Regions from separate parts of the Macaca mulatta genome. Here region 1 is linked to region 2. The links are chromatin contacts, called in public Hi-C maps. All regions are on one chromosome and are shown on one strand. The core of a region is the stretch at or near the end of the contact, and the rest is flanking DNA. Distances in the headings are between cores, read along the strand shown.

The links. A called contact is a pair of places that touch in the nucleus more often than the background predicts.
Region 1: a Hi-C map of fetal cortical plate shows a contact between it and region 2, with 2.6 times the contacts expected there. The contact joins two enhancer-like sites. A contact is called at or near these places in 2 of 14 Hi-C or Micro-C datasets (fetal cortex germinal zone and fetal cortical plate).

What each region holds. Positions count from the first base shown.
Region 1 is chr3:31,297,903-31,304,004 of T2T-MMU8v2.0, reverse strand. All of the region lies in intron 3 of LOC114676844, which reads left to right. Among named protein-coding and RNA genes, the nearest start is that of MIR99A, 120 kb to the right of the region's middle. Within about 2 kb of position 4,259, at least 15 of the 40 cell types and tissues checked have an H3K27ac peak or open chromatin away from gene starts, as enhancers often do. A contact at or near this core is called in fetal cortical plate, where this site is marked.
Region 2 is chr3:31,128,068-31,134,073 of T2T-MMU8v2.0, reverse strand. The region is part of intron 4 of LOC114676844; the gene reads left to right. It overlaps MIR125B-2 (microRNA mir-125b-2), which reads left to right and starts at 4,928; the gene lies at 4,928-5,016. Within about 2 kb of position 2,028, at least 9 of the 40 cell types and tissues checked have an H3K27ac peak or open chromatin away from gene starts, as enhancers often do. A contact at or near this core is called in fetal cortical plate, where this site is marked.

The sequences.
Region 1 (6,102 bases), core at 3,010-5,509, 170 kb before region 2:
CATGATCACATTCAATTTAATTTAACTGTACTTGAAATTGTTTCTCAATGTATGATGGTTATTCTCATTAGAAATAGGTGTTCAATGGGAGGCCGAGATGGGCAGATCACGAGGTCAGGAGATCGAGTCCATCCTGGCTAACACGGTGAAACCCCGTCTCTACTAAAAAAAAAAAAAAAAAAAAAAAAATACAAAAAACAACTGGGCGATGTGGCGGGCACCTGTAGTCCCAGCTGCTCAGGAGCCTGAGGCAGGAGAATGGCGTAAACCTGGGAGGCGGAGCTTGCAGTGAGCCGAGATCCGGCCACTGCACTCCAGCCTAGGCGAAAGAGCGAGACTCCGCCTCAAAAAAAAAAAAAAAAAAAAAGAAATAAGTGTTCAAAACACCATGTCATTATTAACATATCTTGCTTAAAGTGAAAGCCATTGTAGCATGGTTTGCAATTTACTTTGGAGTAAGAATGGGATTTTGTGCAGAAAGATTATGTCTCAGATTTTATTTTAAAAGGTCAGAATTTCAAGAGATAAATAGTCCTTTTGGTCTCAACTAGCATGAGAAGTAGAGGGGAAATATTTTCATAAAAACATAAAAGAGACTAACAATTGTAGTTTCACGCAACCAGTATTATATTTAATTGTTTTAAGACAATGATATCATAATAGCTGTAGGATGACAAAAAATGGCATTTTTCATAATAGCTCCTTTCTCCATAATTTGTTTATTGAAATTATTTGAATATGTGATAATTACTAATATTGTTGTAATATTCTATCACATTTACGAAACCGCTGGACACTACCACCTCAGCATTTTAATGTGCTCAACACAGTGCCATTTTCTTTAGAACTGGTTGTTTTGCTTTCAGTTTGCTTCCTAGACTATCATCACGAGATCAAAGGCTGTGTTTTTTATACCACATGACAGCCCAATGCCCCACACAGGGTCAGCATTAAACAGAATTTTTGATAGGACCGGGTGAGCCAAAGGAAGAATAGATGAGTAGTCACGTTCAGGTGGCATCGGGTGGGAATTGTGGCTAGGTAAAATGGTATCTTGTCACAATGGCAATTTCAGTCACCTATTCCTTACCTCTTCTGGGCAAGTGGATTCATTTGCAATTGGCTTCTTTTCTTCTTTCTCACTCTACTAATTTTAGATGGAAATATCATTGACTCTTAACAACAAAGCGACTATCTTACCATATTCACAGGTTCTACCCCACCTACTAGGGAAGTCAAAGTATACAGGAGTGGAAAGCTTGGGGCCATCTTAGAATCCTGCCCACCACAAGCAGCAAAATACTCCTACTCCAATGTATTTCCCATAGCTACCTTGCATCTTCCAACCGTGTGAGTGGGGTGTTTGTTGCTTTGCTTATGGGCAAAGATGATTTTTGGGGGGGAGATATTTGATTAAACTTCTAATTTCTTTCATCTTTGACACCTTCAGTCTTCCTTCATTTACCTTTAGACAGACTTTATCATAAGGCCACTTTTCTTTTCCTTTTTCCTTTAGGGTCTCTTCCCTTTGCATAGGTTATTGGCACTCTCCACTTAACAAAGACTAGCTTTTTTTGCTTCCAACTCTTGATATTAAGTTTTTATCTAGCATCAGAACTTGAATGTGAGTTGTCCATGTGTCAGAACTGCCTTTCAAAATCAAAAGTTTCACATACCATTTTCGAGTATCCCAAAGGAAAAGTTAGGCACCTATTTATTCCACAATTACTTTTAACCTGTATGTATTAATTGTGCACATACTATTTTATTATTTACAAAATGAGTTAAGCACCGTTTTCCTGTTCAAAATATGAAAATAAGTATCATGGAAAAGTGGCAACTGCATTTTATGTTCCTTCATTTTCAGCACCTTGTTATTCCTTTTATATAAAACTCTGGTCTACACACAGTTTTTCCTCTTTTCTGGAAAATGTGAATGAATTACAATTCCTTTGTACATTCCATGCTGTCTTGGACAAAGTCAAACACTTGAGTATAGAAACACTTGAGTATAGAAATGAATTGTATTCCAGTCGTAGATAGGACAATTTTTCACTCCTTTTAACTTAGGCATTGTATTAGTTTTCGACAAATAACAACTATAGACTGAAGGGATTAAACAATAGGAATTTATTTTTTCCTGATTCTGGAGGCAAGAAGTCTGAGCTCAAGGCGCTGGCAGGGTTGGTTTTTCTGAGCCTCATCCTTTGCTTTGCAAATGGGTATCTTTTCCCAATGTCTTCACATGGTCTTCTCTGTGTTTTTGTGTCTTAACCTCCTCTTCTTATAAGGACACCAGTCATTGGAATCCGGCCCATCCTAATGATCTCCTTTAACTTAATTACCCCTTTAAAGACACTAACTCCACATACGGTCAGATTTTGAGGTGCTGGGAGTAAGGACTTCAGCATCTGAATTGGTGGGGAGACAGTTCACCCTGTGACAGTCATGATAGGAATTAACCACTATTGTGCACGAGATGTCTAACGAAAAGACAGAAAAGAAGTGTAAGGAAGTGATTGCTGAGATCAACAAATGTTACTATAGGACTGCCAGTCTATAGCTACTGCAGATATATATATAGCAGTATGATGGTGGGTGATTTGTAGATTGTAATAGACCATTCAGAGAAACAAGTTGAATATTTTCTTACATTGGAAAAAAAAAGGGGGCACAAAAGAAATCATTTCCCAGCATTTGATTTGATTCCATAAGAATTCTGAGCATCAAACTATACACTGCTATATATGAAGCCAGATCCAATGGGAATCTTTTGAGTTTACATGTAGATCACTTTCAAAATAAGGATACTAGCCCTATTTGCTATGCAATATTATCATGACATGCATTTTTAATTAATTGGGCCTTTCAGTTTTTGTGCACCTATAAACCCTAATAGTTCAGCCTCTCTATAGGCATCTTTTCTACCTCCTATCTGAGGAAATAACATTTTATTATAAAATTACAGTTTTTTGTAATTTAGATCTCTAGTTTCTAAAATAAGAAAACAGACCTATCATTTGGGGCAAGAATAGAAACAAAATAAACTCTCCTGTTAAAGCAGAGGAAACAACTTTCTGACAAAAAAAAAAAAAATTGAAGACACAGCTTTGGTGTATTTCAGGAACATTTCACTTTTGTTCATCTTCTGACTGCACTGTGAACCCTCATAGCTAGATCAAAATTCGTTACATTAATAAACAAAAACAAAAATTCTGTCTATTTGCCTTACGTTAAAAGATATCCTTTTGCCTGATGCAACAATGGAAACTAAAATCTCTAAAGAGAAACGTGCTGGCTTCTCTCACCATCGTCGTCCAATAGGAAGGAATTTGGTCAGGAGTAAAAATAACTCAGTTATGGTCCATGTTATTACACTCTTCTGAGCTTCTTTCTCCCTTCCACATGTTGAATGACTTTCTGGTTTCTTTTTGCCACATACATAATGTTTGGCTCCTATCTCCTGTGCAATCAATCTTCATTATTGGATCTCTTCCCCCTCCTACAATCAGATCATTTTGATTATGACTTTAATTGTACATTCCCTAACTAACTTCTCTCTAGTTTATTTTTAACCTCAGACTACCTGTGGGCATAACGTTTTACAATTCAGAATGTGAATTTTACACTTAGTCTAACAACTAAATAAGCTTAGAAATTTAGGAATGGTAAATTAGGTCACTTGATGCTTTTTCACACAAGGAAAGCAAACTTCTTGTGTGCCTAGGTGTTGCTTTTGGAGAAACTTTCCTGAGCATTGAGGAGTCAGTGCTAACTCCTGCAACCACGTGAGTCTCTCCGACTCTGTGATGCCAACTTAACCATCTTGCTATAGTGGAAGAGCTTTAGGTTGGAGTGAATGGGTACCATCTTTGTTCTTAGGGGTGTACTCTAGGGACCTTGTTTTTGTAGGAACACACAAGGGCTATTTTAGTGTTAATTGGAACACATCAGAAGAGTTTACATTTGAATTTCAAAGAAACGTAGGAATCCTTGTTACCTTCAAATCTCAAACTTTCTCCATGATATAAAATATCAGTCTTCATTTAAAAGATCAGAAATTACCCCAATGACCAGATCCAAATGCTGAACAACAAACAGTCCAGATTTACCATGAGGAATAGGGTTAATATTTGCTCCCCAATGACAAATCCCAACCCGGAACAGATTTCAGCCAGGCAGCTAGCAAAGCTCGCGGGTGAACTGCACAGGCCATGGTGGGTGCAGAGCTCAGAGCCGGAAAGCAAACAGCTGCTGTAGCCTGATTTGAGTTAAAATAGTGTGAGTGTTTAGTCTGGCGCACGGCTTCAGGGGAGATTGGCAGCTGGGTCAAACAAAGTCCTTCCATTGGCTCCCTTCCCAGGCAGCTTCTGCTAGTGTTTAGGTACTAGTGTAGTGTAGAACCCTTTTCTCAGGCAAAACCTAACATCTGACCGCACCCTTTTTGCTATTTAAAAAAAAAAAAAAAAAAAAAAAAAAGCTTCTATTTTTTTTCCTCCTTTCGTTAAGATAAATTCTCCAGTAGACAACCTCTCCCACTAATTGTGTATTAGCAACGTATTTTATCTTGAGAGCTTGTACACTGGGCTCTCAACGTGGTGTGGAAGGTAGCCTGTTACAGTGCTGGATTCATAAAAGGGCCTTTATGGTTTGTGAAAGAATATCTGTGTGCTTAGGAAGGAAACTTTTTGATCTGCAGAAAAGCCAGAAGACATCTAGGTAAGACTGCGATATCAAATGTACTTTTTTTGGGGAAAATTGGGCAGTGAGACTGCTTCATCGCAACCAGTGTGAGTTTAGAGGGTGCATGTTCACTTTTGTAGAAGTTCAAAATGTACTGACGATTGTTTGCTTATTTTTTGTTTGTTTGTTTAAATCTTAAAGGAATACTGTCGTCTGCATTTTTACAATTTTGTTTTCTTCTATTGAACCGATTACAGTGGATATAGAGTTTTATTATATAGCGAAATCTTTGTAAACTGCCACAGAAAGAAAGTGTTATTTAGAAGGGAAATTGACAAGTTTTAAAGAGTAATTGTACAATCATTTGAGGACAGAGGAACACTGCATTATACTAATAAGGGTTTAATTACCAAAAAAAGTTTAATGTTGCTTTGGAAGGAATATTAAGTAAGTTGTCTTTGTCTCTTACTTTTTAATTTTAGTCGCTGATTTAGCCTGTTGGGTCACATTTTTTGTTAGTGCTGAAGGCTGCCATGAATCCATAATGAGGCCCCTTTGCACATGATTTTGGCACCTGGCCAAAATCAACTTCCCAGCGGCAAGCTTTCTCTAAAGAACCTGGAGCAATTTCTTTCTTTCTTTCTTTTTTTTTTTTGATCTGGAATCATGTCTGAAAGCTGCCACAACCAGTTGTATAGGCATGTCAAAATGACTTTATACAGTCAATATGAAACAAGCATTAAATATTTTTTTCTCATATTGGTGCTTTTATCATTATGAATTCCTTGCTTGTTGCCACCTAAGATACGATGGAACAAGCACAGTCTTAAAGAAGATTTACTGATTTTTTGTTTTTCTCAGCAGACCAGAGTAGGTATGATCATCTTATTGAGAAGTATACAGTGCAAAAAAGGTTTTTCAAAATACTGCAGGATAAATAACAAATGAAATCTTAAAATTGTTAGTCTCTGTAAGTAATACTCAGTGAACAGTAAGTAATGGAGTTTTCTAGAAGTTTCGTTGTGCGCGCAATTAAGCTTAACGTTTTAATAGTGTTTTTGTCTATGTTAAAATGTAGCATTTGGGATTTTTAAAATGTCAGCATTTGTTATATAATTTTAAAAACTTATTAACACCTTGATATTATTTCTAACAAATGTTTTAATAGAAATGCTTGGTGCATAGACATGGCTGAATAGCATTAAGTAATTGTGTTTAATTGCTGTTTTGCAATAAAAAGATAATTTTTCATGAAAGAAATTTTGAAGCTCAAAGGTACTTACATCCCATATCTGGAACTATTATTAATTTTGATATTACTATAACTGAATTTTGTTCTGTAAGCCAATTTTATACTCTAGTGTTTTAAGAGTTAAATTCACGAATGTCAATGAAATACTATAGTAATCAAATATTAAC
Region 2 (6,006 bases), core at 779-3,278:
AAGTCAACACTCTCCTATAACACTTTCTGCAGGGTTGGAAATGTTTTATATCCAGGCTGTTCAAAATGGTATCCACCACCATGTGCCCTTCTATACATTTGAAACATGGCTAGGGCAACAGAAAAAAAAATGAATTTTCACTTAAATTTAAATTTAAATATCTACACGTGACTGGTCACAGCTTATTGGAGAATGCAGGTTAAGTAAAACAAAGAAAAAATGCAAGTAATAATATATTCTGCACATCCATGAATTTTGAGTCAAAATTTGAACTGTAGTTGATTTTTTGTCTTTTGTCTTCTATCCTTCTTACTCCAAATCTCACTAAAGAAATTAAATATGATCCCCTTCTTAGCACTGATTTCAAATGGCATTTGTAAGAAATAAAAGATTCCTGCCTTAGTAGTAAGGTAGAAGGCAGGTTGTATGAAAGTATTTCAGAGTAGTCAGTTATTACTTCCTTTAACTGAAAATATTTTTTGACGTTAAATTCAGATCTGTCTTGCTTATTTTTTAGAAAGTTAACAGAACAAATCTCCAAAAACATAAAAATAGTTGATCTCGCAAGGCAATATTTGCATTATACGACTTAAATTAAATGTAAAAGAGCATCAAAATTTTACTTTGTAAATATTTTAGCCACAGTCAAAGTATAAACTCTGATTTAGGGATGCTTTTGTGTTGATGATAAGATGCTAAGAATTAGAAGAGACCTTAAACCTGTGTATATGACAGTGGTAATTGAACTCATTGATTACAACATCTTCTTTCAAATAAATATTGATTTCATCAAGTCTGCATTCCCATTGGCCTTAACGGAAATCCTACCAGAAGCCTGTGTACTCGGACCTGGCTAACCTCTATCTGGATATAAATATTTTAAATGTGTGGCCATTCAGTTATAAGTATGATTTTTTTTTTTTTTTGCAAATATTTATTCCTCTTGATTTTCTAAACTCCTCAGTTAATATCATTATGCCTTCTGTAAAGTTAAGGCCTGTGTGTGTGTCTATCTCTGTATGTAATAGAGAGATAGCATGGATTAGGGGGGAAAAAAAAGTTGTATTTGCATTTGTTGTTTCTGATTCACAGAGCTAGGAGTGCAGTGCTCGTGTGGAGTCCACAGAGCTGGGATATCAGTAGGCAGTTGCTGTAAGCACATGTTCAATTATTAAAATAGTCGACATTTTATGTCTGATAGCCATAGCAAGGTCATGACATTAATTTATCCAAAGTATTGTGGACAACTGTCTAGAAAAATAAATAGCATAAAGGATACAGATGCCAAGAGCTAAAAAAGAAAAAAAAAAAAGTTAGGTCTGAGCAAAGGGGGATTAAGAGATGACCGATTTATTTAATCCACATAGGACAGGAAGAAGTCAGCAGGAATCTCAATGTTAATGGCAAGTATTTTAAGCTATGCTGCACATGCGTTAATTTTTGTTTTAGTTTTTCATTAGATTCTAAGCTTGTTGAATACTATTCCTATTCTTCCAGGTCAGAAACTTAATTTCGTATTTGATTGTTGCTTCAATGCTTAGGGATTTTTCACTATCTGTTTCTTTCTCTCCCTTTTTCATTCTTCCTTTCCTTCTTCCCATTTCTGTGTTTCCCTTTCTTCTTCCCTCTGTTATTATTTTCCTTCTTGCCTTTCTCTCTTATTACAGTATATTCTTAATTCTGTTTCCTTCTGGTGCCAACTTCTTTTTCTATTTTTGTTGTTGCGTTTGAGAGGTTTATTCTTCTGCTTTCAAATCAGGAGCCTGTAGGAACTCATCTTAGAGATGCATACCCTACTACCGATGCTTCTATCTCTTTATAGGTTGTGTGATGTTTTCTTTGGAACCTCTGCGAATGGTTGTCCTTCTTGTTTGTTGCCACAGATCTGTTGCCAATCTGCTACCTTAGTTGAGCCTGCAGTGCCGCACTGCATGCTGGGATCTGTCTGTGTGAATAAACTGAAATTTCTACAGCACCAGACAGCATTAGAGTTGGCTTGAGAATTGCCGTACTTTGCTTCCCTTTGTATGTATTTCTTGTATGCTGCAGAGTCACTGATGGCTAGCTCTGTCTGGCAAGTAACTCAGAAATGCTGTTCATGTAGAAAGGAAAGGTAGGCAGTTTACCACACTCTGTCATTAAAGGGAGCAATTGAAGAACAAAGGAACTGAGTAAATACCTATATATTGCCTTTTGTGTTGTGAAACACTGTAGCACAAACACATTTGTGTTCAGTCAAATGTTTTACTTCCTTTTGTAATAATACATATAATAGGTTGTCTCCACATATGTACAAGAATCCATATTTTATTTAAACATATATGGTCAATGGTTCATATTTATAGGCTGCAAACATGTCTCAGTCTCAAAGACTTTTACATATCCACTGCCACACAGCTATTTGTTATTATTTTAAAAGTTCTTAAATTAAAAAAAAGTAAAATATACTAATATCTCTGTTGGTTGATTTTATTAAGCAACTTAGGATTTCAACACAGTTTAAATCATATTGATGACTCAGATCCTGGCAGGTCTTATAATTCCTGTGAAATGAGAGCACAGCTAATAAAAATATTAAGCAATTACTTTTATTAAAATCATAGGGTTTTTTTTTTTCATTATCACATAGAAATGATTGATCTATACAGATTGGTCTCACTCATGTGTCTCTTGGGCTGCCTGGGGGCTTCATATAGAAGTGGAAAGTCCCCTTTGCTCTTGCTTCGACCAAGGTGGGGAAAATGAAGGCATGGAATACAGTCTAGGGCTGTTAAAGAATTGCTGGCATTACTACTCTCTATCACGTGTGAGCCTGGCTGCCTGCTTCCTGAGGTAGGGGATCCAGGATGAGACTGTGCCGGAGCCTGTTTCCACAACTGCATTTGGAGATCCGTCTTATTGATTAGCGGGGGAAAGGGGTGGGGATCAGGAGTGTGAGGTGAGGGGAGGACCAGCTGGCGACTGGCTCAATGAAGCACAAGACAGTTTCTTCCGGAAAGATGTCAAACAACTGAGAAACAGCCAGGGAGGAAGTAGAAAGGCGGAAAAAATGAGGAGACCCTGGAAGAAATGAAGGCATTTCTTATGAGACAGCCTTGAGGCTTTTTCCTTTTCTTTCTGTTTTTTTCTTCCATCATCTGACCTGCAAAGGCTAGAGTGACAGCGTCATGCAAATGCTGCAGTCCAGCAGGTCTGGGAGAGGGTGGATGCTAGACTGTGAGTTAATGTTAATGATGAGCGCAGTGAAAATACCAGCCGCTGCCACCCCCTGCTCACAGAAGCGCTCTGAGTCAGCATCAGATGCTTTGCCTCGCCTCTCGCTGTGTGTCTGTATGCCTGTGTGCGCGCGCGTGCTCGCTCGGGCATCCGTGTCTAGCCGAGGGGAGGGGGTGGCGTGTGAGTGCGTGGAGGGTAAAAGCCAGTCAGTCAGTGAGAAGCAAAGGTACGTTGGAGAGCAACTAAAATCTGACTGATTTCCATCTTTGGAGCATCAGATGTATTCCCTAAGGAGGATGGGTCTCCGTGATGGGGGTGGTATAATTATGTTAATGTCATATTTATGGAGGGGTGAGATTTTTCATTCTGATAATTGGTTGAATGCTATGGTCAAAAACTGTAAAGCCATATTCAGTTTTAGGGAAAAGCATGGACTTAGATCTAAGGGCTGTTTTATTTTTTCGCTTTTTGTGAGTGCTGCTTTTTTGTTTTTTTGGTTTTTGTTTTTTAACTATTTATTTTAAGCCATAAGTGATTCAGTATGGGAAATCAAAGGATAAACAGAAAGAGATCTTATATAATGATGCATTACATCATGGAGCAGAATATTTAAAGTCTACAAGGCAGAGTAAAGATCTGGACAGGGGGTGGGGGGTGGTGGTTGGAAAGGGGTGTGGTACTAGGGTGGAGGAGGGGGGCCAGTTAGCAAATATTTTGTGCAGCATAGCTTTCCTTGCAGCTTACTTGGAAATGGATGATTCACCTGTTCTACAGGAAAACATTCTAATTCTTTCCATTTTTTTTTTCCTCCTCTTTTCCCTTTTAAGATCAACCACCTCAGAAGAGCCAGATTCCACTTCTGTGGCCAGGACTTTTATATTATGGCTGGTCCGATTGTTTTACCCTGCGTTCTATGCTACTAAACCTTGGATCATTCCTAAAGTACAAATTCTGTTCTCGAACCACAAACAAGGCTAAAAGATCGGAGGAAATTCAGTGAATATACAGGATTGGGGTTGTGTATTTTTAAAAGTATTGAGCTTTATAATGTAATTATTCAAGGAATAGAATCATGGTTTTTTTATGATGTTGCCAGCATTTTAAATTACATGTTTATCAAGTGGCATTGCTCAAATAACTACAGAGTATGCGTGGAAATATTTGCTGTCTGAATAGTTTGGAGATTCAAAGAGAAAAATCAAGCTTCAGAGGTATTAAATTATGACATGCAGAAAAGTTTTTGTTTTGTTCTTAACTGCAACGGTATATATTTGAATCCGATGTGAAGTGTTATATGTCCTGGGCCCACCTTACCAGTTGTGCTGTATAGCAGTGTAATGAGAAGCAAAATTTCAATTAGGGTCCCATTAACTGGCATATAATCCTTCTTTAATGTAATAGAGGCTATGGTGTTGCTGTACAAATCTGCTAGAAGCAGATTTTAACCCATGTTTAGTCTCTTTCTATGGATCTAATGGAATGACTCTTACGTGTTCATTGTCTGCCTTGTTTCTCATATTCTTCATTATTTTAAGGTCTGGACTTAGTCTATAAACGGTCGTCGTGATTACTCAGCTCATCCTAACTTTTATATATCATATATATTTCTACTTATGTATTTTAAATAGTATGTAGAGGTAAAAGCCTAAGTGAACCCAGCTGTAATTTCTAAGCTATCCTTATTTCTGGAAGAAGAATTCTCCTGCATCAAACCAGACTTTTCCTAGTCCCTGAGACCCTAACTTGTGAGGTATTTTAGTAACATCACAAGTCAGGCTCTTGGGACCTAGGCGGAGGGGAACCAGCAGCTTTGGACCTTACTGATTGTCTGCAGTTACCACCAGAACAAAAGAACATACATAGATTCTGCCTAGGAGAAAAGAACAATGCTTTTCCTTATCATCAGTAATGTTTTCACCACGACCCAACCCCAAAAATACTATTGTCAGAAACTGTACTCTAAAGTGACTACACAGTTGCACTGAAATAGCATTTGTATTATAACGATCATACAAAAGCAATATAAGAAACCTGTGTAAGAAGCAAAATTAAAATATCAGTGTTCTAAAATGCTTCTTTTCGTGCATTTTATGGTGGCTAGTATAAGAGGGTATCTCTTCAGTTAATGAAGAGAGGGAATTATATTTATAACTTCTTTCATATGCATTGAAATATATACATTAGCTACTTAAATAAATCCTGTATGTCTCCATATAACTATGGCTTAGACTATGTCATACACAGCTATAATCATGCTTGAGGCCTAGAAATAACATGATTTACAATCTTCTTTATTGACCCTATTAGATTTTACTACCGATTTAAGAAGAATGCTGTTTTATACTTTGTATTTATTGCCAGTGCTTTCTGAGTCTTCTATCCAAACAACATACTTTATATGTCTTAACAACTCTAACAATTCTTTTGTTACGAGAGTCCAAGAGTGAAAGTTTCATTAATAAATTGGGAAAATATGTCTCTTTAAAAAATTTCTACAGTTTACTGTGTACATATCATGGGCCTATGTGAGATAAAACAGTAAATGCCACCTATGAAGTCAAACTGCTTTGACTAGCAACTGCATATGAACTGCATAGTTTTAGTTTTATAAGAATTTTAGTTTTATCAGAGGTAACTCTTCCAACCATAAGTAATATGTCATATTTGAAAGTTTAATAGCCATTGCCACAACAGATATGTCTTCATTGGAGATAGAATCAGTATACTAAATATATTTTAAAATTTTACAATAACGTTACGAATATCAAGATTCAAAATGGAGATGACAGA